6 separate regions of the Mus musculus genome follow, and all the other regions are linked to region 4. A link is a contact called in public HiCAR-type, HiChIP or PLAC-seq and promoter capture Hi-C data. All regions are on one chromosome and are shown on one strand. Each heading gives the region's core, a stretch centred on a gene start, on an enhancer-like site or on the middle of the called end of the contact. The rest is flanking DNA. Distances are from core to core; before and after follow the strand shown. Region 1 overlaps Osbpl3 (oxysterol binding protein-like 3). Region 2 holds the start of Gsdme (gasdermin E). Region 3 holds the start of Gimap9 (GTPase, IMAP family member 9). Region 4 holds the start of Ccdc126 (coiled-coil domain containing 126). Region 5 holds the start of Zfp775 (zinc finger protein 775). Region 6 holds the start of Zfp467 (zinc finger protein 467).

Region 1 (4,331 bases), core at 614-3,113, 990 kb before region 4:
TAGCCTGCAAGGCTCTGCACCATCAGCACTGCCCACTTTCAACCCTGTAATGCACGCACATACCAGGGCCTTCACATGCGTGAGGCACATGCATGAGGCACGTGCACACACACCCTCATTCCTTCCCAGCTCCTGCTGCCCTCTCACCACTGTCTGCCTCCTCAGCCACCAACCACATTGGCCCCTCTTGCCTCACTTCCCCCTCCCCAGCCTCCTCTTCTGATGTCACCACCTCACTCTGTCTTCAACTCTCATGATCAAATTTTCTTCAAGATATTTGTTAGCACTGGAGTTAGTTAGCTTACTCGTTATTTCTTTACCTGTCTGTCTCTGTCCCTGTCTGTCTGTCTGTCTGTCTGTCTCTCTGTCTCTCTGCTCCACACCCGTAGTTTCACAACAGTGAAAGTCTGCTTGTTCCTGTTCATCCTCCAGCCCTGACTGCCACTTGATTCAAAGCACAGAGGCTCGGAACCTTACAGATAAATGGAAAGGCCACAGATGCAAGAACATACGTAGGGTCTCTCTCCAACCTCTTGGATTTTCGCCCCACCCCTTTCTCTCCTAGAGTCTTCTTTCTTTTAAAGCTTTCTTGTATATGAAGTTGCTTGAGAGCAAAAACCCTTGTCAAAGATGCTTGTACCTGACTGCGATCAAAATCCTGAGTCTGACTTCACCGGATCCTCTGCACCACCTGTAACCCACAGGGTGCATTTGTGAGGTTGGCTGGGTTTTTTATGATAATTTATAAGTCAAATGAGGTTGCAGACAGGCATAAAACCAGCAATGACAGTACTTCGTAGAAAATTTCAAAGTACAAAAATACTTGGAAAACTTTGCCTACGTGTTTTTCAGAAAGAAGCCAAAGGCAACCTGGGGCATGAATGTGTCCCTCTAGTCCAGGAAGAATAGCTGTCCACATCGGCTCAAGGGAGTGTGCTCACTTCCTTAGCTACCGTCTACTCCGGGACCAGAGAAAGAATGCGTTAATGTGTTTGAGTCCAGGTTTGCCTCCAACCCAGAGCAGTCCTCCTGCATCCATCCTCAGATACTGAGAGTACTAGTGTGCACCATCATGCCCCATTCTACAGGAAAGAGGTTTGGTTTTGGAGATGAGCATCAGACATTGAAATAATTCAGCCACAGATGCCAGACACGTTTGGGGACATGGCTGTCTCCTCTGTGACTTCCCATCTAGCCGTCAACATTTGATTTGTTGATAAATATCGTAAATGGAAAAATCTGAGCCCTACTTCCCAATAAAGGTCTGGCTCCTTTCTTCCCTGTCACTTTTACATGGCTGCAGCACTCACTTTGTAATTTCCCCGTTCACATCTCCAGGCTGATGTGTCCCACCTCTCTTTGCATTTTACCAAAGCCTGGAACTGGCAGAAAACGACCTGGAAATGTTACTCAGATTTCCCGCTTTCCAAATATGGCTGTTGTTTCCACTGGGAATAGTGCTGGGGCTTTTGATTTATGGAGGAATGAATGCCTTCTGTCCATGAGGAATTTTAAGGGTGGCCAGGCAGTTGGAGATTTCTGAAGCATCACCTTTAGGGAGTTAGTGCTCCCTCTGCTGGCTGCCGAGTGGTACTGCATAAACAAGGCTGAACTGAGCTATGGGCCTGGGAGATGGGATGAGCCAGGACTGAGGCAAAATAAGCCACAAGCCAGGCTGCCTCACAGACCACCATTGATAGATACTGAGGAAGTAGCTTGTACAAGGGCCCTGCTGCTGGACTGGGCCTAGAATGGAGGAAGTAGTACAAACTGCGATTTTATGCAACCTCTTTAACTGGTCTGCAAATGACTGTTTTCTTCAAGTAAAAAGAATTATGAGTTAATTTTAAATTGCAGAAGTGAAAGCTCCCAGGCATTAGTCACAGTGACATGGTGGAGCAGCACCTAATGCACTGGCCAGATAGCACTTGCAATGTACTCGATACTTGGCAGAATCTAAGAACTGAGTTTTGTGTTCCTGTGTCACGTGAAACAAAAGTAGAAAAAGTCCATCACCTCTGCAAATGTGCGTTACTGGGTTACAAGCTGCAAATAGGAAGTTAACTGCAGTTTACATTGGGTAGCAGAAGTTTTGTTCTGGTTTGGTTTGGCTGGTTGGTTTGGTTTTGTTTAAATCCAGAGCCTAGCTAGGCTGTGGGAGGAAGCTAGAAAGCGGAGAAATAAAGCCACATGTTTATATTTAATTGATTTCAAAAAGAATCCGAGTAACGCATGGTGAGAAAGGGCAGTTTCTTCAAGAATTCTGTTGGGACAACTGGATTTCCACATGCAAAAAAGGAAATATTTGTAATCTGATAAGAACAAAGCATAAAATGGAACTCAGTTGCAAGGAAACAGTGGGTGAATGGAGTGTATGGACGTGCACCCCAGTCACACCAACCCTGGGGACTCAGGAGAGTAAGGCAGGAGGACATTGTAAGTGCTGTATGGCAAGATCCCATCTCAGAGAAGATGCTACGGAAAGTGCAGCAAGCCGGGCTTGAGGTTAGAAGCTTTGGTTGCAGGCCTTCAGGATCTGAACTTGGCATCCAGAACCCACGTGGTAGGAGAGAAGTGACCCCTGAAAGTTACCTTCTGACCTCCATGTGTGTGCTGTCACACACACACACACACACACACACACACACACAGACACACACACACACACACCACTGTTTTCAACAAAGGCAAATAGAGCTAGAAGCACAGCTAGGTGGCAGTGAGCCTGCCTCCCAGAAAAGGGGGAACAAAAGTACCTTTAAAATCATCCCTAAAAGCGAACAGCCAACAGCTGAGTGGACGTTCAGTATCACTCGTCATGTCATTCAGGAAATACCAAGTAAAACCATTGCTTAGAACAGCTGGCACCAAAATGCTGAGAGGAACTGAAGAGATGGGAGCCCCTGCACACTGCCACGGGATGGGCGTTAACATGGCCTTCAGGGAGGATGGAGGTCCTCAAAACACTAAGCTTCTCTGAGTAGACAGCCAAAGGACATGAAGACCCAAAGAGCCATCTGCACTCCTGAGTTCATGGAACCGCTGTTCACCGGAGCAAAGGGATCAGCCTCGGGGCCATCAACACTTAGATACGGCATCGAGGCAGAATGGAATACGGCTCAGACGTAAAAACAATGAAGTCCTGTCATTTGCAATATATACATAAAGGAATGTAGATACTGTGCAAAGTGAAATAAGCCAGGCCCATAAAAATGCCCCATGACCTCATCTGTAAGTGGGACAAAAAATATTGACTCCTAGAAACAGGAAGTAGGGTGTTAGTTACCAGAGGTAGGGTTGAGGCCTAGGGAAATTACTGATCAAAGGATACAATCTCTCTGCAAAGTCAAGAGAGCCATTAACAATGTATCTATAGACTTGAAAACTGCCAACCACTTTCTCAAGTGCTCTCACCTAAATAAATGTGAGGTAAAAACATGCTAATTAGCTTGAGTTAGCCATTCCACAATGTGTACATAGTTTAAAATATTTTTAGATGATAAAAACATATAATTTGTATTTGTTTACAAAATAAACAACCCAGAACGGGCCATATAGAAACACTATTGTGGCGTTATTTTTTTTTTTCCTTTCCCTGGAGACGCGGCGTCATTAAGTCAAGGCCAGCCTCTGATCCATTCACCTTGCAGCTGAGGATAACCTTGAACTCCTGCCTTCCTTACCGAAGAGCACCCCTACACCCGGCCTCACATCTTTATCTTGCTTCCTTTTTCTTTCACAATACCTGTAATAAGTGAATACCAGAGTCCCACCCAGACTTCTCATCTGCGTCCTAGGCTAAGTACTGGAGCACTAATGCCCACGAGATCGAAGGCACGGTGTTCGACCGCAGTGGGAAGGCTGTGCACCGGCTGTTTGGGAAATGGCACGAGAGCATCTACTGTGGCGGCGCCTCCTCTTCCACATGCGTCTGGAGAGCAAGTGAGTGTCGGCCAGACCCCAAGCTTATAGCTGATGAGTAGCTGCCTCAGGGCGGGGGTGGGGGAGCGCTGCTCTGTGTCTAGCTGCCATTGCTTGAATGAGGTTAGTGCTACTGGCCGGTCTGTCAAATCCTTCTCATGCTTACAACAGCATCTCAGTTGTTCTGGGTCCTTGGGACCTCAGAAAGGAGCCACTGCCAACCCAAGGGTGGCCTGATGGGCTCTAGGGGTTCACACATGGCACCATAACAGGCCTTGTTGGAATAACAGCAAAACGCAAGTAATTCTGGAGCAAACTGTCCGTAGAAATGACAGAGTGGCCTAGGCTTCCCAAAGCATGCAGGATCCCCCAATTGCTCCAACCCCAAAAGCCTCCCCAGTCTCCCCCTT
Region 2 (4,371 bases), core at 459-2,958, 940 kb before region 4:
AGCTTGCTGGTCATGTCTTTATAGGGAGAGAGGAAGTTAAACCTGTAATTTGACCACCAGGCTACCTCAAGGGTAGTGGAGGTGGGGGTTGTAAGCCCGACGTGTAGCACTGGAACATACAGGCCCTGGGCAAGGAGAAAACAGGAAACTCCTGCTGATCTCAGGATGAGATTCTACAGATTTGGATGCATCTTGACCTCACTCACTCACACGGGCAAAGCAGGGGACCAGACGAACAGCTCTAGCAATTTCTATTTACTCCCTCATCCAATACCCACCTCCTATGCCTTCCTTGTGCACATCAGTTACAAGTGAGGAGCTAGCTGAACAGAACTGGGGCCTTCAGTATAAGCATTGCCTGGACCAGCTTTGAGGATGACCTTAAGCTAACCGGCCAGGTCAAAAGGCGATGGACACCAAAAATCTTCATCCCCTTACATGGCTTAAGTTGCTAGAAAAGAAAGCTTGAACCGGGATAACTTATGAAGTCCACCCCACAATCTCCATCTGCCCCGTCTGAGGAACAAACGCGACAGTTCATTTCTCTAAAAGATTTTTTTTTTATTATATACATGTGTGTGTCAGGGGATAACTGAAGGGTACCCTGTATGAATCAGTTCTTCCACTGTGTGGGCTCTGGGACCCAATCAGATGGTCAGACTTGGCGCCAGGCACCTTTGCATGCTATGCTGGCCATCTCATTTAATCCAAGCATAATTTACTGAGTATCTACTATGCAGTAAGTTTCAAGTTTGGAGCCGGACACTGTCAATAAAGCAGACAAAAGTTACTGTCCTCTGAGACATGAAGATTTAGGGAAGACGTTTGTATTCTACATATAGTAGAGTGGTGGCTGTTGGAGCACAGGAGAATCATAGAGTATGGAAGGAGCTACAGAGGGTAGTAGTGTGGATAGTTAGGAGAGGTTTGACGTGAGGGGACCAAAAGAGACTCCACCCTTTTAGCAGCCTCCCAGGCTCCTCCCCACTGGGGCAGCCACAAAGTGCGGCTACTCTCTGAGTGTGTAAATCCGGGGCTTGGAGGTGGGGGTGCAGAAGGAGAATTCTCTTTTTCTATTTATTGCACGGGAAAGAACATCCTATAAAAATTGACTCAGAGGGTGCAACGTTCTGCTTCAATCCTCTCCCTCAGTTTACCAAGCGCCTGTAGGCTTGATTCTGCCTTCAGAGAGCTTACCTCTCTGATTAAGCTACTCAACACCAAGCTCCAAGCCCCAAACAAGTGCAAGGGTTGCCAAGGCCAAGGTGGGAGTTTCCTGGACACTGCAAAGCCACGCTGACAGCTCACACCCTCTTAGTGCCTGGACAGGCTCTGGAGAACCAGGGGCATAGAGAAGGGGAGGTGGGTGGGATGAGGGAACTGTAGCCAGTAGGCCACAGTCTCGTCCCCATCTTCCTCCTGTGGAGCAGATGGAGAGCCAGAGACTGACCCGGACGGTTGGCAGTTCCGGAAGGAAGACAGGCAGTGTCTGGTTAGAAGTAGTCTCTGGTGCTGCCTGGATCTCCTAGACCAGCTAGCGCCTTTAACTCTGCTGCCAGGTCCCCCAGCTCCCGGGTTCAGCCCCGCCCCCGGCGCCATCCCTTAGCTTGTGGACCGGCTGAGGCATCCAGGGGCAGGACGGAGCAAAGGTCCAGGCCCTCCCTCCTCTTCTCTGTGGGTGTCCGGGAACGCGCGCGTGCGCGTGAAAGAACGGAGCGTGCAGGACGGAGAGGCGGCGCGCGGGTAAGTGGCGGCGGGCGCGAGCTGCGGGTTCCGCTTGGGCTCCTCTTCCCTCCGCCCGCATTGTGTCCTGGCCTGGGGCAAATTGTCGGCTCCCCTTTGCCCCGGAAGATCCCCTTACATCTCCCAGAGGCGGGCGATTGGGGTAGTGATCTCCTTTTTTCTCCCCACCTTCCAGTAGGAGCAGCTGCTCCTTCTTACCCATAGTCTCATTCTCGCCCTGTCTCCATTCCATCCTTGCCCCTTCCACCATGATCACCACCACTCCTGTGGTCCTGGGATGTGGCAAGTGCAGCTGGTGTTCTCTGGCACCCCATCTCACCATGCCTTCACCATATCCCATGCATCCATCCTTTGTCTTCTAATCTCTCTCCTGTGTCGGTGTCAGAAGGATCCAGTGTGTGCATGAGTGCATGTGCAGGAAGATCACAGGCTGGCATGGGTCCTGCCTGACCTGGGGTAACTGACTGAACCTCTTCACTGTGAGGCCTTTTGCCTGGAGTGGCCGTTTGGGGAGGGGTTCTTCCCACTTGCACCCCTCAGGGAAAGACACCAGGCAGCTTCCAGGCTTTGCTGAAGCCTGAACAAAACAGCCAGCCACTCACTGGGAGTCTGAATGGGACTTGGAGAGAGGAGTCAGGGAGGATGCTCCAGGACAGCTGGGCCCAGGTGACAGTCAACCCGTAGGCAGAGTTGGGAGTGGAAGGAAAAGATCTGAGCTGTTGGAGGAACAGAATCTAGATATGCAATAACAATGAATTCTCTTCAACATGCATCACCTAGGAGTGCTTCTTGTAAGAAAGGCTGGACCCCTGATCAGAGAGAGCAGCAACCTAGACTGCCTGCCCACATCCCTGGACTCCAGGATGGCCTGCCTCCTGAGGAAGCTGTATATTGGCCACAGGGTGTTCTTGTTCTTTTTGAACTCTGGAGTCCTTGGAGAGGTCTCCTCTTTATACATAGGAATCTTCTCGTTTCTTTTTGAGATCCAGTCCTGGGAGCCTGGTCTGCCCTTGAACACTCTGATCCTGGGGCTTCTCCCATGGCCAAGTGGTAGGATTACAGGAAAGCTCTGCCAATCCCCATAACTGTGTTTACCTTTGAAAATTAATTAAAACATTTTTTTAAAGATATTATCTGTCTGTGAGGGCCAGCCTGGTCTTGGATTTGTAATTCTCCTGCCTCAACCTCTCTAGCCCTGAGTACCCAGATTACAAGCTGTGCCACCATATCTGTCTCCCTCTGATCGTAACCTCTGTCCCACTCTCCTCTGCTCCTCCTCAAAGCCTTGGCTGCCTGCTTCGGTCTGCCCTGCCAGGCTCAGGCCTATCCTCTGACCACCCTTTGTTCCTTTCACACACTATTGGTGGAAAGATACATTTTCCAAGGCAATGGCTTTGTCTCTACCATAACTGAAATTGGCCTGTCCTGACACACTGTCATTACCAAATGAATCAAATGCATCTAAATTAAAAAAGAAAACATTAACTAGGGGTCAGCAGAGCAGGGTGGTCCGAAGCACCTGCTCTGGAGTCAAGGTGGTCTTTTTGGCTCAGTATGAATTCTGTTGGTGGACATTCAAGGTCCCCAAGTCAAAGCTACTGGGATCTGGACCTGCTGGGTTTTCTTGCTCCTTGCAGCAAGAGGGATGTAGTTTGTCTGTGATTTCAGAGGGAGTTCTTTGCTCTAGACTAGAGGCTGACTTTAAGTGGGGAAAAATTCTGATTGCAACTCTTCACAATTCATTGCTACTCGGAAAGCCTGGCAGAGTTAGGCTGTGGCTGGGGTTGGCCAAGCAGCAGTCAGTCACTAGATAAACTGGGAGGATGGTGGTATTGGCCCCTTCATGGCTTGGAGAGCATTAGTGCTTGATTTCTGGTTGATCACGGTGACAGAGTGGTCTTGTTTTTTGCCGTGGTTTGTGACCACAGGGCCCTTACTTCATGTGGATGTCCTGTGTCCCTGTTCATGTTCAGTAGGGGAATTCGAGTTCAGCTCGAAGCAACACCAGGCTGGCCTCTGATGTGTCTGTTTCTCAAGGTCTTGGGAAAATTACTTAATGTGTTTCAACTTCAGTTTTCACATCTGCAGTATGATGAAAATGTTTGCTTCAGGGAGTTGTTCTGGAGAATAAATGAGGAAATACATAAAGCATCCTGCCCATCACCTGGCAGAGAGCAGGAACCCAGCATGTGTTGGCCCTGCTCTTTATGTGGTGTGTTTGGCGTTTGATGGGCGCTCCCCTAGAATCCGGGGCTGGCTGTGGCAAGGCCAGAGCTCTGAAGAAGAAGTCTATCCTACCTCTGGGAAGCAGAGACAGGAGGTTATGGAGTTCGGGGCAGGCCTCAAACTGTCAATAAAAAAAGAAAAATGAAGAGGAGGAGAAGGAGGAGGAATCTTAAGTAGGAAGGGAGAAAGAATAGGCTGCCTCAAAACTCAGAGTCCAACGTGTCAGTGAGCGGACCAGACCCACCCAAGTGCGAGTGATGGCGGTCTCTCATTCAGTCATCACCCTAGCCTTTCCCTTTAAGATTCCCTGTTCTCAGAAGCCAGCAGCCCCAGGCATTCTCTGCTAACTCTGGGTGCTGCCTTGCTTTCTTCCTTTTCAAGGAGTCTGCCCCTGTCTGTCCT
Region 3 (4,070 bases), core at 536-3,035, 640 kb after region 4:
TTACAAAATTATCAAGGCTCTGATCCTCAAGGTCTTCTTTGTGAGTAAACAAGATGATCATGTACTTCAGGGCTGCCTCCCCAAAAAGACCCTTGATCAGAGCGACCGTTTTCTGCTCTTCTTCAGTGTAACGGTCCAGTCGCAAAACCAGAATAATGGCGTGAGGCCCAGGGCAGGAGTAGAGAACGCAGCGGCTGATCTCGAAACATGTGGTTTTCATGGTCTCCTTGGTGTCAAAGAGCCCAGGAGTGTCGACTACAACAAGGTTTTTCCCCTTCCACTCCCTGTATGCTCTCTGGCAGGTCTTGGTAACAGCATTGGCACAAATCTTAGAATCAAATTGACGTCTCCCGAGGATGGTGTTGGCTGTAGCACTCTTCCCATTTCCAGTCTTCCCTACCAGAATGATCCTCACTTCAGTGTCTCCCTGGCCAGCCATGTCAAGGCAAGCTGACTCTAAAGATCTGAATGCACAGATCTTAAGGAAGGAGAAGAGAGGAAAATTACCTATTAGACAAATGGAAAGCACTCCCGATCCTTTCTTTTTTTCCTTTTCTCCTGAAATTTTGCAGTGTTCTATAGTTTTAAAAGGCTGATGATCTGGATATCATTTAGGCTGTTCCTGATGGCATGGACAGGCTGTCTCTAGTCCTGCTACCGCCTTCATGCCAATATTGGAACAGATGTTCCTGGCTCATGCCCAATGCCAGGTCTGGGAAATGAGTGCGCCCAAATCGTTACTGTGCCAAATACCTGAAAGCCCAGGATGACTATAGAGGTCAACAGCTTACTATATATTTTATGACGACCTAGGAGAGGCATTCAAGGACTCAAACATAAAGAAAGTGTAAGGAAGGCAGGGGCAGGTAGGATCTCAGTGAGTTCAAGGCCAGCCTGGTCTATAGAGTGAGTTTCAGGACAGGCAAGGCTATACAGAGAACCCCTATCTCAGACCAAAGAGAGAGGGGGAGGGGGAGGGGGGAGGGGGGAGGAAGGGAGGGAGGGAGAGAGAGAGAGAGGGAGAGAGAGGAATTGTTCATCTCCCCTGCTTTGACTGGTACACAGTTAATATGTTAATTATTACAGTTAAATATCACACTGAAGCCAGAAATATGCTCACTTATCATGTTAATAAACATGAAACAAAACCCCCAAGACAGTTAAAACAATCCTGCATAACAAAAGAACTGGCAGAAGTGTCACCACTTCACCTCAGAGTGTACTACAGAGACATAATAAAGAGAAAGCAACAGACAAGATGCAAAACAAGACTCGGAGCCCCTAGACTACACTGTGGCTTCAGCAGCCCTCCGTCAAGCCAAGGGTCACACAGCCACACATGCAAATCTGTCTGTTGTACAATTAAGAGGAGTCAGCACATTGAGGTAAGAAAAAATGAATTAAACATGATCTGAGTTCTCTCCCAACTCTAACGAACCTGCCTTGGGGGACACAGAACTTTCTATAAAGGGCACCAGGCCCTCTGTGACCTTCCCCACAGACACACTGCAACGCATCAGTTCATCTCCTTATATCTCTTAGCCTCCACCCCTCCCCCCAGCAGCTTCCTCCCTGTGCAGACACAATACTTCCACCCCCATAGATGCTCCATTCGCCCTCCCTCTCACAGCTCCCTCGCTCCAGGTCTCTTCCAGCCAGACTCACCTTCTTCTGCAACAGTTAATGAGAGTTCAGGATCTCTCCAAGGAACCAATTTGACCTGGTTCAAGTTTTCTACTGAACTATGAAGTAAAACTTCCCTCATTCCCTGACAGGAAGTTCTATGGGTGGAGCCAATTGTAGCTTCCCCCCCCCCCCCCCCCAGCCTGAAGCGGGCGGGTACAGACCTTGTTGCCTCGGAGGTGGGGCCACCTGCGGTGCAACTTTCTGACTAGGCTGGCTCCTTTTGAAGAGACAACTGCCCTGCTCTTCTGCTACCTGCTCAGAGGCTGAACCTGTCTTCCTGAGACATTCCTGGCGACCGCGTGCTGACAGAATGGCTCCAGGCACGGAGAATGAACTGGCAGTGGGGATGGGCCTTCCCCCTTATAAGCACACTCTCTTAGTAAACTCAACTCGCGGGCCTGATCAGAGAAATTTTTGTCTTGGCTTCATTATCTTTTCTCACAGTCTAAGTCTCTTTCAGCCCCAGCCTGCCTCCCAGGTGCACCCCGTTCATGTAGGCCGCGGGCCGGCTTACAACAGGAGCCAATGAAGAAACCATTTGCTTTTAAAGAAACAGAAATATTTTCTTGTAATTTAATAGGTGCTTCAGCTCTGTCAAGTTGAAGCCTTTTCTCTGTATGTCTATTATAATGCCAAACGTTTCTAAATATTTTTTTATTATTATTGTTTGGTTTTTTTTTTTTTTTTTTTTTTTTAGATTACTGATGTGTTTATAAAAAGATAACGAGAGAAGGAGGGATATGCTCTATGGAAGGTGTAGTGAGGTATGGGAGGAGTTGTCCCAGCAGTCCCATTCCAAGGCATCACTTGTTCCTGAGGGACCAGCCACACGACGGTATAATATAGAATAGAGTTTATTCAGGGCATGGGGAGGGAAGTCAAGAGGGTAGAAGAAGCAGAGAAACGCAGAGGGGTTAGAGAGTACAGAAGTAAAGGCCAGCCATGGGCATGTGGAGAGAGCGGGGCAGGGGCGAGGGGATGGAATGGGGAAGGGACAAGGGAGCAGATAGCAAGAAGAGAAGAGCAAGAGCGGGAGAAGGGGGCAAGCAGCCCCTTTTATAGTGGGTGAGGCCTACCTGGCTGTTGTCAGGGAATTGTGGGGTGGAGTTTAGACAGAATGCTAACAATTACAGTCTCAGGTAGCCCAACCTACAGTTGAACTCACAGTGTGTGGAGGATGACCTTGAACTGAAAGCTGAGAACCTGGTAATTACTCAGTCCTTGAAGCTAGATACCTCAACAGTTGGAGTTGTCTCAAGATTGTTGGTTCCCAAGGCAGACAAGAGATGGTAGGTAGAGCATTGCCCATACCCTGGACTTCTCTCAGAGAGCTGGGCAGGAGGGTGGCTGCTCCCTACCCAAATCAGGCATGGGCCTACTCAACTTTTTAAGTTAAGAATCAGTTAAGCTTCTGATTCCCTGCCAGAGAACTGGCTTAACATTTGCCTGACTTCAGTCAAGTCTGCATATGCAAATTAGGTGTTTCCTCCCTTGTTCTTTTTTTTTTTTTTTTTTTTTTTTTTTTTGGTTTTTTGAGACAGGGTTTCTCTGTATAGCCCTGGCTGTCCTGGAACACTTTGTAGACCAGGCTGGCCTCAAACTCAGAAATCCGCCTGCCTCTGCCTCCCGAGTGCTTTGATTAAAGGCGTGCGCCACCATGCCCGGCTCCTCCCTTGTTCTTTTGTCCTCCCCTCCCTCACTGAGCTATATAAGCTAGCCCTGTTAAGTCAATAAATGAGCTATCCTCCAATATAGTGCGAGTCCTGAGACTACAGCTGGTGCGTAAGAGCCCTATAGCCCTCAGTGAAAACTTGAAAATGCTGATTCTGATATCAGTAAAGGAATCAGCACCAGCTACAGTACAAGTCTGCAGGAGGGAGACCTAGGGAGCAAAGAAGGAAATGAGCCTCCTTCTCCACACCCTTTCCCTCGGGCCCGCTACCAGTTAGTGGGCCCCGAAATAAACCAAGGCAGTCAGGACAGCTCTCCAGGTGAGGCTCCCTACTCAGGTAGCCCTATTTTGGGGCAAGTTGACATAAAAACAATTACAATGAAGTGCCACACCAGGCTTCAAAAATATTTTTGTTCATGTCTAGAGTGATACTGAACATACAAAGAAGCCTAGATCTTCAACTATTTTCCTTATGTCCCCTCTACTAATTCCAAGCTTTTAGACTTTACATGAAGATTTCTCATTCGGTTGTAATTAATTTTTGTCTGAGGTGAAGGATGTGGAACCTTGTCTCAGTTTTCTGCATGCGATACCCAGGTTCTCAAACACCATTTGCTAAAAGGCTGCCTGTTCTCCAACATGTCTCTCTAGTAGCTTTATTGGAAATCAGATGGCTATAACTGCACATTTATTTCTCGGTCCTATGTTCAAA
Region 4 (3,986 bases), core at 1,178-3,677:
GCAGAAGCAGTTAGAGCTCAGTGAGTTGAAGACCAGTCTACACAGCGAGTTCCAGTCCAGCCAGAGCTATGGTGAGATAGGGGTGGGGGTAAAGTAAGGCTGGGATTGAAAACAGGAAGCACTATATCAAAAGAAGAGTGCTTTATCACTGTGCTGTAGAGAGTGTTTAATCTAAAACCACATTATGCAGCATCAGATATTTCGGTCACAGGCTGAGCTGCTCAGAGCCTTAGCCAATCATAGCTTGTGTCATATGGCCCTACACCTCTTTCCAGATGAACGGGCTAGCACAGGGCACCCCTGCCAGGGGCCTTCTACATAAAGAGACCAGAGAGAAAACAATGGCTGAAGCAGATGAATTTATGAAAAGGAAAAATGAAAACGGGTTAGAGAAGTGAGACCAGAAGCTAAGAGTGCACAGGCAAGAGGTACCCAGGACCACTAGGATGGAAGGAAAAGGAGCCGCAGCTCGCAGAGCCGATGCTGGTTGGTAGGGATCATGATTTCTGCAGCTTCCTAGCTCTTCCACGAGAATCCCTTTTTATCAGGGTGGAAGGAAAGAACTGTAAAACGTAAAGGGCAGGGAACAAGGACACGAATAAATGTGTAAGGGGATTTATAGTTTTCCGCTATAGTAAAATGGATGTTCCAAGATCCTTAGCATTGGAAGTCTGAGATAGACGAATCGATCTGTTCATTACTGTAGACACGGGGAAAGGAGAACTGCAGAGAAAGCAGAGCTAAGGTCATGCGGATGGTGGCAGAACAGGACAAGAACCAAGGCTGCGGTTCTCACCTTCTCCTCTACTGCACTCATAACACCAAGGAGAGACATTTTCTTCAAAATGAGTGTTTCTGCCGCACGTTTTAAGGTTAATCAGAAATGTTTGCATGCGTATGCCCCCTTCCACAATTATTAACTGCTACTGTTCTAGCAATCATTAGAAGGCTCCCCTTTCCCTAAAGATATCACACAGTCACATAAATCATCATGTCTCGACTCAAAATAGTACATACAGGGCATACACGTTAAATAAAAATGAAATTCAGTTAAAGTTTTATAAAGCTTTCCTTGAAAACCCAATGTCAATAACATTGAGAAAGCAAGGGTAAAAACAACTGACAGAACCTGAACACGTTGAAGTCGTTCCTGATCAGATTTACTGCATTCACTCAATGTGTCTCCAGACAAAAACTATAACCTGGGAACAGAAATCCTAAGTGGGTGTCAGGTGATGGTGGCGCACACCTTTAATCCCAGCACTAGGGAGGCGGAGGCAGGAGGATCTCTTGAGTTTGAGGCCAGCCTGGTCACGAATAAATGCGTAAGGGGATTTATAGTTTTCTGGTCTACTGAGTGAGTTCCAGGACAGCCAGGGCTACACAGAGAAATCCTGTCTAGAAAATGAGAGAAGGGGAGTGGGGAGGAGAGAAACGACTGAACCATTAGAAACAGTACAGAAAGTTGACATAGGGCAAAGCTGCAAAGGATCTGACGGACAAAGCCTTTAATCTCCTTTTAAGGGTTTCCTATGGGACCAGGCTAGGGAGGTGGGGGAGGTGAGTCCTTGTACAGTTATATACAGAGCTGATCCCCAGGAAAGCAGAGTCATCAATTTCCTTAGAACATTCTCAGCCATCTTAAAGGGGCGGAAATTAAGAAGCCAGCATATCTTAAGGAATTCTCTGCATGTAAGAAGTAAAAATATAAACTGAACACACAACCTAGTGATTAACCAAAAGTCCACACACTTCGAATCACATTCAAAACATCTTTTCATCAAATGAAAAACTCAAGGTGTAATAGCTTATTATCCATAAATCTAACAACTTAAAACTGTATGAGATCTCCATCTGCTGGATGAAACACATCGGCTTGGAGCCATTGCTTAGCCTGAATGAAGCAGCAGGCAGAGGGACGCCAGGGGTTCGAATCCTGGCTGCCTGGCCATTCAATTGCCACCGCCTGTACCTACAGCAGATAAAGTTCCTCCCCAGCCTCCCAGGAGAAGAGTTTGGCAGGTTTAATGGGCATTTCACGTCCTTCTCCTAACGAGAGAATTGAGCTGTCAAGAGTGGAGCACAAATGAGCGCGGCCGCAGAGACTGCCCATCCCCGCAGAGCACCGCGGAGCCCGGCCCGGCGGTCGAGGCTGTCAAAGTAGCAAAGCCGGGGCCGCAGGGACACCGCCTCCCGCCTCCCCAATCTCCTCCGTCTGACCTGGCCTGCTGGTTTCCTTTCAATCACGCGGGCCGCCGCCGCGGGGCTCACAAACTGGAAGTACAGCCACAGCCCGCCACGGGAGGGCGTTAGCGGCGCCGCAACAGCCTGCGGGCCAGGACGGAGGTAGGACCGAGAGCGCTCGGCACCCGGGGACGCTACTCCCGGTTTCCGCTCCGCCTCCCGGCCACCCTTCCCCCATTCTCCGGCCAGGGCCTACTGCGCGCGGCATTGTGGGGAATGTAGTCCCGCCTTGCGGAGAGACAGCACGTGCTGTTGGCCCAGGGGCTCAGGGCGACGCGGTTGCTTAGCAACTAAGAGGCGCAGCAGCTGCATTGCTACTAGAGAAAACTCAGCACCCTATTCGCCACTAGTGGTGAAGCATCCTACTATCTACCTTCCACTAGAAAAGAAACCCCTAATGCTGTTGTCTGACACTAGAGGGCATCCTAGTGTTGGAGAGTCCAATGTCCCCATGGTGCTCCTGAAGGTCCTCACTCAGGGAAATAGGATAAAAAAATAACTAAAAGGACTAAAGACTAATAGAAACAAACTATCCTTTTCTGAGGACTGGAGACCTAGCTCAAAAGTTCAGACAGTTTGCTGAGGGACCAGAAGACCAGAGTTCAATTACCAGCTCCCACATCAAGAGGTTCATAATCTCTTGGAACTCCAGCTCCAAGGGATCCCATCTGCTTCTGGCCTCTGCAGACCTCAGCACACTCACACACAATTACATGAATACAAATAAAGTGTTTTAAAGATATTCTTGTCACGGATGGTATAAATATGTATACACATGACAAATACAAAACAACTTGTAGACAAATTATTACAATTAATAAGAGTTTAACAAAGTTAATACATTTTTAAAAAATCAAGTACTTCGGGACTTGGTATGCAGCTTAGTGGTAGAACACTTGGCTAGCATGAATATGGCCCTGATTAAATGCTCAGCACACACAAAATTACACGTTAAAAAGTCAAATTGGGCTGGAAAGATGGCTGAGCCCTTGTGCTTAGAGAGCACTCGGGTTTAGTTTCCAGAATCCACATGGTGGCTCACAACCATCTGTCACCCCATTTCTGGATATCTGACAGTCTTCCTCTGGCCTCACCAGGAATACAGTTGGTACACTAAGGTATATGCAAGCAAAATACCAATACTCATAAAATTCTCTCTCCCTCTGTCTCTCTCTATCTGTGTGTGTATATGTCTCTGTGTGTGCCTCTCTCTGTGTGCCTCTCTGTGTGCATCTCTCTCTCTGTGTCTCTGTGTGTGTCTCTGTGTGTCTCTCTCTCTGTGTCTCTGTGTCTTTCTCTGTGTGTTTCTCTCTCTCTCTCTCTCTGTCGCTCTTTCACACATACATACACACACACACACACACACACACACACACACACACACACCAAACAAAACAGGAGGACCTGGAAATCAAATGCAGCCTGGGAAAGACAGTTTTAACAGCAACAAACAAAAGACAAGCCTTAAGAGTGGAATGAGACCCTTGAAATATATAAATCAAGAAAGGCCTTGTACTCAGAATGTACAAAGAATTTTAATCACAAGAAAAAGAATCAAGGGCAAAACAAAGTGTTCCATCTGTAGAACACCAGCACATGTAGGGGTTTATTAATACCTTGTATGAGGATAGTTTGATCCTCCACGTCACAGTAGAAGGAGGGGAGGAGAAGGAAAGGGGGATCCAACCAGGGCCCTAACTAAGGAGAAAAAAAACCCATGTAACCAATGCACAAAATGGGAT
Region 5 (4,203 bases), core at 26-2,525, 720 kb after region 4:
ACTTGGAAATTTAGACAAAAATGTCTTGGCAAGGCCATTCAAAACATAGTCTTTGGTTAGCTTTCCCCATTGTCCCCAATATCTAGATTTGTTATGTCCTCACACACCTGCATACCTATAACTTGTCTGTCTTGCAGTGACCTTGCCCATACACCCCCTCCCTGGTCCAAATCAGGGGTCACTTTGCCAGAGACAGACATCTTTGGGAAACTCAAAACTACTGTTTAGCTATGTGTCATCCAAACAAGTACCTGTGGGGTAACTGTCATCATCCATGCTTTCTGTTACCACCAGAAGACCAAACGCATCCTAATACAGGATGCCTCTATCCCTAGCACACAGTCCAGACCCCAGCCTTGTAAACCATTACAAAACACGGTTATGAGGGCTCATTTACATAAACGTCAGCCACAACTGAGTGGTAGAAGCACAGAATCATGGAGCTTCGGAACTGACAGGACACAAATGCTATGGGATGTTTTCATGTTATTAACACAACTAAAAACCAAAAACAAACAAATAAAAATGCAGAGCCTGTCACTTGTCTCCAACCTCAGGTGACCACACCCAACTTGCCACTGCTGCTAGAGACCATTCGGACTCTGTGTCGCCAGACACCACACCCACTGAGACTGCTGCGGTCATTTTACTTGAAAGAAGTCTCAGTAACCACCCCCGAAGACGCGCACACAGTTGTAACTTCTGCGTGCTTTCCTTTTGCTTGTTCTCCGTCTCCACCCTCATCCCGCCTCGCAGAATCGCTTGTAGCCAACACTGGGATTGCTGCCCCCAGAAGCTCTTCTACACGGAAGCAGACACAGACAGGGAGCTCAGAACAACCAGATGGCTCAGTAGGTCCTCTTGGCTCTTCAACAGTCCTACCCTCCTGACCTTACTGCCCTGGCCTGTTGACCTCCCAGCCAACCTCAGGTCCCTCCCAACTGAGCTAGGAAGGGTGCTGGTGGTACAGAAAATTGGGACCCAGAGCTGAGGTGCACGCGGGACTCAGGGCGCCTCAAGGCCCGGGACCCATCCTTCCTCTACAGCCCGGTACACCGGAGCAGCACGGGAACAGCGACCCGGCGCTGGTCCGTCCCTGCACCGCCCCTCCCCGCCAGAATTGCACAGGACTCGGAGGGAGGGGGCCTGAGAAATAAATACCTTTGACTTTGTGGCTAAGGTTAACGGGAACGGCTACCCAAGGGGCGACTTGGGTACCGGGCTCCGGGCCATGGCCAGTCCCGGGGCAGGCGGGGCAGGCGGACGCGTGTGATTGGCTGGTCGCCCTGCACCGCCCCGCTGCGGATTGGCTGAACGGCTCAGATGACACTCCCGGCCCTATTGGTGCAGCCCGCGGGGCGGCCCCTTTGTTCTCCGGAGCCAATAGCCAGGGTCTGACCTCGCCTGCGGCCGCGCGGCCCTAAGCAAAAAATCAGTGAGCTGAACACTGCTGGGGTGGAAGAGGTGGCCCCCTAATGCTCTGTGCCCCGCGGAGCATAGTTGCTGTGCCCGTCCACCAGGTGCCTCGGATCTGCCCACCTTTGAGCGCTCTGCCTCCCGCACAAGCGCGTATTGATATCTGAACTCGCGGCGTAGGTGCGGGGTACCACGGTAGTGAGGTGCCATTAGGTTTCCTTGCTTGGAAGCCATCGCGGGCCAAATAGAACACAGCACTTTTAGGACCCCTCTGGAGAGTATATCTACTTTATTGTGGCTCTTTTTCTTTACTCCCTGAAAGCTATGTTTAGGCGGCATTGCTCACACTTGCCTATTGCACATTGCAGGGCTCTTTTGCCTCGTGAGGGTACAGTGAGCCATCATCAGCCAGCATATCATCAGACCACACTGAGTCATGATAAATTATGTTTGGAGCTGTTTGCAAGTGGCTTTGGAAATCATTGCATTCGGGGAGCTTTTTCTAGCTGAGAAAACAGGTCTGAAGAGGTTACCTAACCGCATCTAATTTCACTATGCACTAAGGTTCTGTTGAGTGAAATATCTTCTAGCTGCTAACCAGGTCCAGACTGCCAAGAAGGGTGATTGGTTCCCAAACACCTCCAGGAAAGTGTTTTCATTCCCACCCTTTCCTATACATCTGATAGAATTCCTCCCACCTCTGCCTTGAGTTTGGTCGCAGCTGGGTAATCACAGTGGGGTCAACTGGAAAGATACTGCATTTTCTCTCCAGAGCTACTTTGGAGGTGCATTTGGGACCAGGATGGATGTCCTGTAACCCCTACCATGGCACCAATCTGTAACTGTTCAAGCCTCTAGGCCCCCAGCTGCTGTTCAGCTGTCAAGCATTGTGGAAACTGGGGCCAAGTTTCTAGCCATTTTCCACTAAATTCATGTGCAGTCATCACAAGAGAGAGTTTTCTGTTTCTGGACTTTGATGTGTTTGCCTGTGAAATAGATGAGTGAGTTTTCCCACCTGCTTATGTGCCTTTCTGGATTTTCATTCCTACCTCTCAGAGCAGCATTCTAGTTTCAGATCCTCCACCAGCTAGTGTGGCCCAGGAACAACACTTCCTATCCAGAGTGACAGACTCTCCAGACTGACACTCAGGACCAAGGCTGTTCCAGAAGTGGAAGAATGAAGCACAGTAAGTGAAGGCTAGCCTATCTTACACACTGAGATAGTTCGTTCAAGGCCAGCCTGGAACTGTATTAGATCCTGTCTCAAAAAATAAATAAATAAATAAATAAATAATTTTTAAAAATGTTTAAAAAGAAAGAAAAAAAGCAAACTATGTATTGATGCACATACACAGAGTCTATATTATAAAATCTGTGAGGGGGGGTTGGTGCATGTGGGGGCCAGGGGGTCACATTATGCATCTTCAGGCACCTTCCATCTTGTTTGAGACAAGGTCTCTAATTAGCTGGAACTTCATCAAATAGGCTAGGTTCACTGAGGTGGCCAGCAAGATACTGGGATCTCAGTATCTGTGGGATTGTGACCCACCATACTCAGCTTTTGTTATGGCCTCTGGGAAGCAACACTCCAGTCTTCATGCTTGCAAGGCATATATGTTCTACAAGCCAAGCCATCTCCCCAAACCCAGTATTATGTGACCAAAACCAGCACACTAATTTCTTTTTTATACAGTGGTGGTCAAGGCTGAAAGGGTGAGCTGGGGAGATGGCTCAGCAGTTAAGAGCACATGCTGCTCTTGCAGAGGACCTGGGTTTGATTCCTAGAATTCACATGGTGACTCACAACCATCTATAACTCCAGTTCCAGGGAGTCTAATACCCTTCCCTGGTCTGGCCTCCATGGGTTCCGGGTACACACATGTACACAAACATACATGAAGGAAAATACAACATACACACACATCTTTAAGACAAAAGGAGGCAGAAACAGACCCGAATCTCAGCTTCTAGTAATTAGTATTCCAGGACCGTGTGCAGGTGTTTACATGAATTTGAAGGGAGAGCAAGAGCTGCAGGTGTTTACATGAATTTGAAGGGAGAGCAAGAGCGCCCGGAGCAGCCCATCAGGTGGGATCAGATAGAACTTAGCAAAGTCCATTCACAAAACAAACAGTTGTTCTTTTGCACTCCTCTGTTTGGGGACTGGTGCAGAAATGACAGGCGAGAGGGCCTGTTGGTACCTGACAAGAAGAGCAGGCAGCTGTGTGTGAAGCTATCTGTGACTCAGCAGACCAACCAGGGAGGCCCTGCCAGACAAAAATCAAACCACCACCACCTGAGCTTAGGGGACCTGCTGACTCTGAGCTGACCCCAGAAAAGGCTGAGCTCATGTCTGTGTGGATCTGTAATCAGTGTTGGGGGATGTGTGAGCCGAAAGCTATCTTGGCTGTTCACAACACCTCTTTTCCCTTTCTCACATCGCCTGACAAGGCTACAGGTGTAACCAAAGCACTTAAGGTCCACCACCCTTCAGATGAGCCTCTCGTGATGGGACACAAAGGTTGAAGTGGGAAGAAAAACAATGATAGTCTGGGTCTAATATTAAAAGACCTTGGCTCCAAAATAAGCATCCTTGCTCTCGGGTGCTTTTGCCCAGCACACAGCACTTGCTGGAGTCTGGGTATACCTCCCTCTGCCTCCAGCAAGGACTGGGAGGGGAGAGGAGGGGAGCTCAGCTACAAGCCTGACTCCTTTTTAGGAAACAGAGTGGTGTTTCCTCCCCCATCACCACAGCTCTCACAGAAAAGAACACCACCAGCCACTAGT
Region 6 (4,236 bases), core at 1,580-4,079, 870 kb after region 4:
TGGGGGCCTGGTGAGCCCCACACGGCCACTCCAGGACAGGTCCAGCTGCCAGCCTAGGCGGCTATAATGGTACAAACTGGTGCAGGGTACGAGGTCCTCCTGACGAGGCGTTACTTCCTCTTCCACATGGACAGTCTCTATCTGCTCACACCAATGCCTGTCCAGGGACAGGAGAGCACAGATACCAGCATTGTCCATTTTGTCACCGAGAAGTTTTGTACTATGAATCCGAGGCCCCAAGGGCTGCTGGGAGAAGTACTTGAAAGAAGGGAAAGATTAAGGGTTGATAGAAAAGGGCTAAAAGAAAATCCTGGCATCCCAGAGGGAGCCTGGGTATAGACAGGCAGGAGGATCTTATCCCTGGGAGCTGCTTACCCATTAGCCTGAGTCCATAGCATCCCAAAGAGAAGGGCAAGAGGCAGCATAGTGCTCCACCACAGGTCGCCTTTGGGAGGACCTGATGCTTGGACTTGGGCAATGCTGCTGGAGGAGACCAGAGAGGATAGCACTGTCCCACAATGAGGTCTGAATTAACCTGGAGGTCAGTCTGTCCAAGGCTCTTCATAAGGGTAGATTTTATCCCAGCCCCTGGGTACCAGCTGTTCAAAACCAGATTGGACCTACCTCCAGCATCCCTTCACAGGCCAATTCTCCCTGGAAACAGGCCCCATCCCACCCATCCAGGAGTGTGGGTGTGTGAGGGGACCACAGCTGGACACTTTGAGCCCCTGGCTTTTCTACACTGTCAAGCACTACCACAAACTAATATATGAGTGTGGTCAAGACACCTTCCCTTTCTGGGCGTTTGTTTCCTTACCAGTAAAAACTTCAGGGACTTTCCAAGGCTGCACAGATGGGCCTCAATAAGCTTTTTGAAACTTCAGGTGTGGGAGGGTCTCTCCACCCTCCAAAAACTGCAGGGCTAGAGAGAAGGTGGCTCAGTGTTTTAGAACACTTGATACTCCCAGATTTGGTTCTCAGCAACCAAACTTTTAGCTCATAACCACCCATATATATAGGCAAAACACATGAAATAAGCCATTGCCTTTATTATGGTGTTCTCTCTATGCTCTTTCCTCTCCCTGTCCCCTCAGCTCAGGTGCACAGGAAGAGAAAACACCCAAGTTATGTGGAGACAATATGGAACCGTAAACCCTTCGCTCAGTGAAGTCAGTCTTTTGAGGGTATCTGTATGAGGTGGTTGGGGCCATTTGGTCACCTGTGGTTTTTCTGAGGGCCCCAAAGCATTCAAACACTGAAAGGATCCAGGAAGATGGGAAGGAGAGAAGGGTGGAATAAGAGCGGGGGCGGGGGGAGCTTGTTCCCCCTGCCCCTGGATGGAGCAGTGTTAAGCCGGATAGAATAATCCCAGCATCCGTCTGGTTTAGAGGAGGCAGCTGCAGGCTCCACAGGCAAATCCTGGTTACATCCTGGTCACCAGTAGGCCTCCAAGGCCACTGGGCTGGAATGCGGCTGGACCGGAAACTCTGAATCCTTCTATTTCATAATGAAATGAGGTCCCACTGGGCATCCTGCATGGTCACCCCACCTGGTGCACCCCACCTGGCCTGGGGGTTCCTTCCTCTGGGCCTACTATTGGGCCTGGGACCAAAATAGGGCCAGTATGAGTTTCCCCAGTTGCTTCCAGATATCTAGGGTTGGTGCCTGGGAGTTGAGCAGTCCTGGGGAAGGGTCAGCATCTATTCTGGGCACAGTGTCCTTCTAACTTCTCTAACATTCTCACCTGGCCACTGTTCCTGCATATCCTACATACGTGGACTGCAGTTCTCAAAGCCCATTCTTGCACACAGAGAGGGACACAAACTCTGCTCCTAGCCATCTTTACTCAGTGAAGCAGCCAGTTATTAAAAGAGCCTTTTGCATCTTGAGTCACAGGACCTCCTGATCCTTCAGGTCGGTCTCCATTGCTCCAGATTTCACTCTAACTATCTGTAAATGTTGAGGACATCCCTGCTCCATCTTATAAGGCTAGCCTTGGGTCACTGCCCTGATTCCACAGGTGTCACTATCCTTGTGTCAGGGTGCCATTGTCAGGGACCGTGTCCTATCCAAGAGGGCCATTTAATGGCCTCCTCTTCCCAGACTCTCTCCCAGCAGCTCTGTTCTGCAACTTGGCTGACAAGGGAAGCTTGGACTGGGGAGAAATGTAACTTGGATCTGCCCTTTTCCCTACAGGGGCAGGCAGGCGGAAATGGGAGCCCATGGGAGTTTGAAGAAAAATCACAGGGCATGGAATATCCAGCCTAGATTTTAATTCCAGGGCTGGGTGAGGGTGTCTGAAGAGCAGAGGGGGATGGCTTAGGAGTACCTGCACCCATGAGCAGAAATGGTGGAAGTCTGGGGAGAGATCCACACCTAACGCCAGGAGGTTTTCTTACCCACGGACAACACTCCCCCGCCCCCGCCCAGCCCCGCCCCACCTCACCCCCTGCAGTTTCCATGCCTGTCCAGCGGTCTCAGTCGGGGACTTGGTTCCTTTTTCCCCATTTTCTACTTTGAGAGCCCTCTCTCTGCCCTCTTAGATTGGTTCTTAATCCTCAGTCTCCGCGGTGAGACTTGGATCGCGTCCTCCGGTCTGGGTGGATCCTGGTGGAGAGTTTTTTGACCGATTCTCCCAATCTCTGCTGGCCAGACAGTCTCCCGCGGGACCGCGGCGCTACCACTTACTCGGCTGCCACTGGCGATTTTAAAGACAGCCATACACACATTGCTCTCCTCCCCAAACACGCCCCCTCCTCTCCCTACTCCCCCCAACTCTTCACTACTACCACCACCACCCCGTTCCGCGCTCCACCTTTCTCCAGCTCCTCCCTCCTAGGCTGTGAGCACCCTCCCTTCTAGCCCGAGTGCCCTTCCTTCTAGCCTCTTCTTCTCCTTCCTCTCCCCTCTGCCCTTCCTCGGTCCTAAGCTCCCACTTTCCATCTCCACACTCCGGGCATCTTGCCCTCAGACCGTCACCTGCACCCAAGCCCATTAGTGCACCCTCCCGCGGCAGGTCTCTCGAAGACCCTCCGCTTTAGCCTGTGCCCCGGAGCAGTGTTCCCGCTTCCCGGGTTCCTCCCCCCGATCACCCGCAACGCTGCCCCACACCCTCTCCCTCCGCGTCTTTCCTTCCCCTCCCCGCGAAGTTTCAGGGCTGTCAGTCCCGGAGTCTTTCGGGCAGCCCGCACCCAAGCTGCAGGCAGCCGGCGCCATTGTGCAAACGGCCGCCCGGGACCGGAGGCCCGAGCGCCTGGGTCCCCGAAGCGGGCCGCGGCACGTAGCCGCAGGAGCCCGCCAGGTAAGGACACCCGAGACTCCCGGGCAGGCGTCTCCCCCGCCACCCAAACGGAGCTTTACAAGCCCTGCCGACCCACGGCAGGTGACAACCCCGAGGGAAGGGGCGCGCAGACGCGAGTGTGGGGGAGGGGGGGGGTCAGACCAGGAGGGAAGGGAGTCAGGAGGGAGGGTCCTGGCGCAGATGGGGAGACTAGGAAACTGGAGGGGAGGGCAAGGACTCGGGGAGGCCCGGTGGGAGCAGGTGGGAAGAGGGCGGGAGGGGCCTGCGGGGAGGATCCCCAGGAGCGGGAGTAGGGTTCCTCGGGATAGAGGAAGGGTCCAGTGCGAAAGGGCAGGAAACGGGCTCAGGGATGGGGCTGGTCGGGAGCGAAGGACGCTGACAGGTGAGCCTAGAGCAGGGCAGGGGGCCGGGACCCGGAGTGACTCCGGAGCTCTAACAGGGGCGGGGATTGGGGGGAGTCTAGTCAGAAGGAAAACTCCGGAGAGGGCGTGAAGTCAGTGGGGAGCAGAAATGGGCAAGGGGGCTGCTGAGAGGGAGGTGTGTTGGGAAGAAAGGGGTATGGGGAGGGGCAGAACGAGGGAGTAGGTCCAGAGAATGTGGGGTTAGCTTGGATTCCCCCCCCCAAGATGGGGGGCGTGAGACCTGGAAGCTAGGGAGCGGACTAGGAGGGGGAGGGGAAGAACAAGGCTGGGGACCGGGAGGGGAGAGAAGCGGAGCCGGAGCTTGCAGGGTAGGCAGAGGGGGAAGGGAGGCGGGGGCCGCTGAGGGGGGAAGGAGAGCAGCGGGAGGGAGGGAAGCAGAGGGGAGGCTGGTGTGGGGGAGGGGGAGGGAACTGAGGAGAGGAAAGAAGGAAAAGAAACCCGAGTGGGGGAGGAGAGGGGAGGGGCAAGCGGATGGGGGAGAGCAGCTGAGAAGGGGAGGGCGGGAGTGGGGGG

What was found. Promoter capture Hi-C pulls out the DNA fragments that hold promoters and counts their contacts. HiCAR-type assays count read pairs that join an accessible place to other places. HiChIP or PLAC-seq counts read pairs in DNA pulled down with a chosen protein or histone mark.
Region 1: a promoter capture Hi-C map of pre-B cells shows a contact between it and region 4, with 4 times the contacts expected there. The contact joins the enhancer-like site here to the promoter of Ccdc126 in region 4. A contact is called at or near these places in 5 of 39 promoter capture datasets (the 3T3-L1 cell line, the C10 cell line, hippocampal neurons and 1 more), 1 of 115 datasets of contacts at active chromatin or transcription factors (astrocytes) and 1 of 9 other capture datasets (liver).
Region 2: a contact with region 4 is called in a HiCAR-type map of astrocytes, with 3 times the contacts expected there. The contact joins the promoter of Gsdme here to the promoter of Ccdc126 in region 4. A contact is called at or near these places in 1 of 39 promoter capture datasets (hippocampal neurons), 2 of 115 datasets of contacts at active chromatin or transcription factors (astrocytes and bone marrow-derived macrophages) and 1 of 9 other capture datasets (macrophages).
Region 3: a contact with region 4 is called in an H3K27ac HiChIP or PLAC-seq map of embryonic stem cells, with 2.2 times the contacts expected there. The contact joins the promoter of Gimap9 here to the promoter of Ccdc126 in region 4. A contact is called at or near these places in 2 of 115 datasets of contacts at active chromatin or transcription factors (embryonic stem cells and memory CD8 T cells).
Region 5: a contact with region 4 is called in a promoter capture Hi-C map of pre-B cells, with 6 times the contacts expected there. The contact joins the promoter of Zfp775 here to the promoter of Ccdc126 in region 4. A contact is called at or near these places in 3 of 39 promoter capture datasets (hippocampal neurons, liver and pre-B cells).
Region 6: a promoter capture Hi-C map of pre-B cells shows a contact between it and region 4, with 2.4 times the contacts expected there. The contact joins the promoter of Zfp467 here to the promoter of Ccdc126 in region 4. A contact is called at or near these places in 2 of 39 promoter capture datasets (liver and pre-B cells).

The regions. Positions count from the first base shown.
Region 1 is chr6:50,302,628-50,306,958 of GRCm38.p6, reverse strand. It overlaps Osbpl3 (oxysterol binding protein-like 3), which reads left to right. Exons shown (of 24, transcript NM_001347213.1): 21 at 3,798-3,942. Among named protein-coding and RNA genes, the nearest start is that of Gsdme, 43 kb to the right of the region's middle. Within about 2 kb of position 1,863, at least 97 of the 459 cell types and tissues checked have an H3K27ac peak or open chromatin away from gene starts, as enhancers often do. A contact at or near this core is called in pre-B cells, where this site is marked.
Region 2 is chr6:50,259,106-50,263,476 of GRCm38.p6, reverse strand. It overlaps Gsdme (gasdermin E), which reads left to right and starts at 1,708. Exons shown (of 10, transcript NM_018769.4): 1 at 1,708-1,743.
Region 3 is chr6:48,673,850-48,677,919 of GRCm38.p6, reverse strand. Gimap9 (GTPase, IMAP family member 9) reads right to left here and starts at 1,785. Exons shown (of 2, transcript NM_174960.2): 1 at 1,666-1,785; 2 at 1-478. The coding sequence starts at 439. It overlaps Gm46958 (a long non-coding RNA gene), which reads left to right and starts at 1,111. Exons shown (of 2, transcript XR_001785233.2): 1 at 1,111-1,385; 2 at 1,896-2,088.
Region 4 is chr6:49,317,715-49,321,700 of GRCm38.p6, reverse strand. It overlaps Ccdc126 (coiled-coil domain containing 126), which reads right to left and starts at 2,427. Exons shown (of 3, transcript NM_175098.6): 1 at 2,221-2,427.
Region 5 is chr6:48,599,079-48,603,281 of GRCm38.p6, reverse strand. It overlaps Zfp775 (zinc finger protein 775), which reads right to left and starts at 1,275. Exons shown (of 3, transcript NM_173429.3): 1 at 1,162-1,275. It overlaps Repin1 (replication initiator 1), which reads right to left. Exons shown (of 3, transcript NM_001079901.1): 3 at 4,200-4,203.
Region 6 is chr6:48,444,418-48,448,653 of GRCm38.p6, reverse strand. It overlaps Zfp467 (zinc finger protein 467), which reads left to right and starts at 2,829. Exons shown (of 5, transcript NM_020589.2): 1 at 2,829-3,301. Sspo (SCO-spondin) reads right to left here and starts at 480. Exons shown (of 103, transcript NM_173428.4): 1 at 376-480; 2 at 1-157. The coding sequence starts at 425.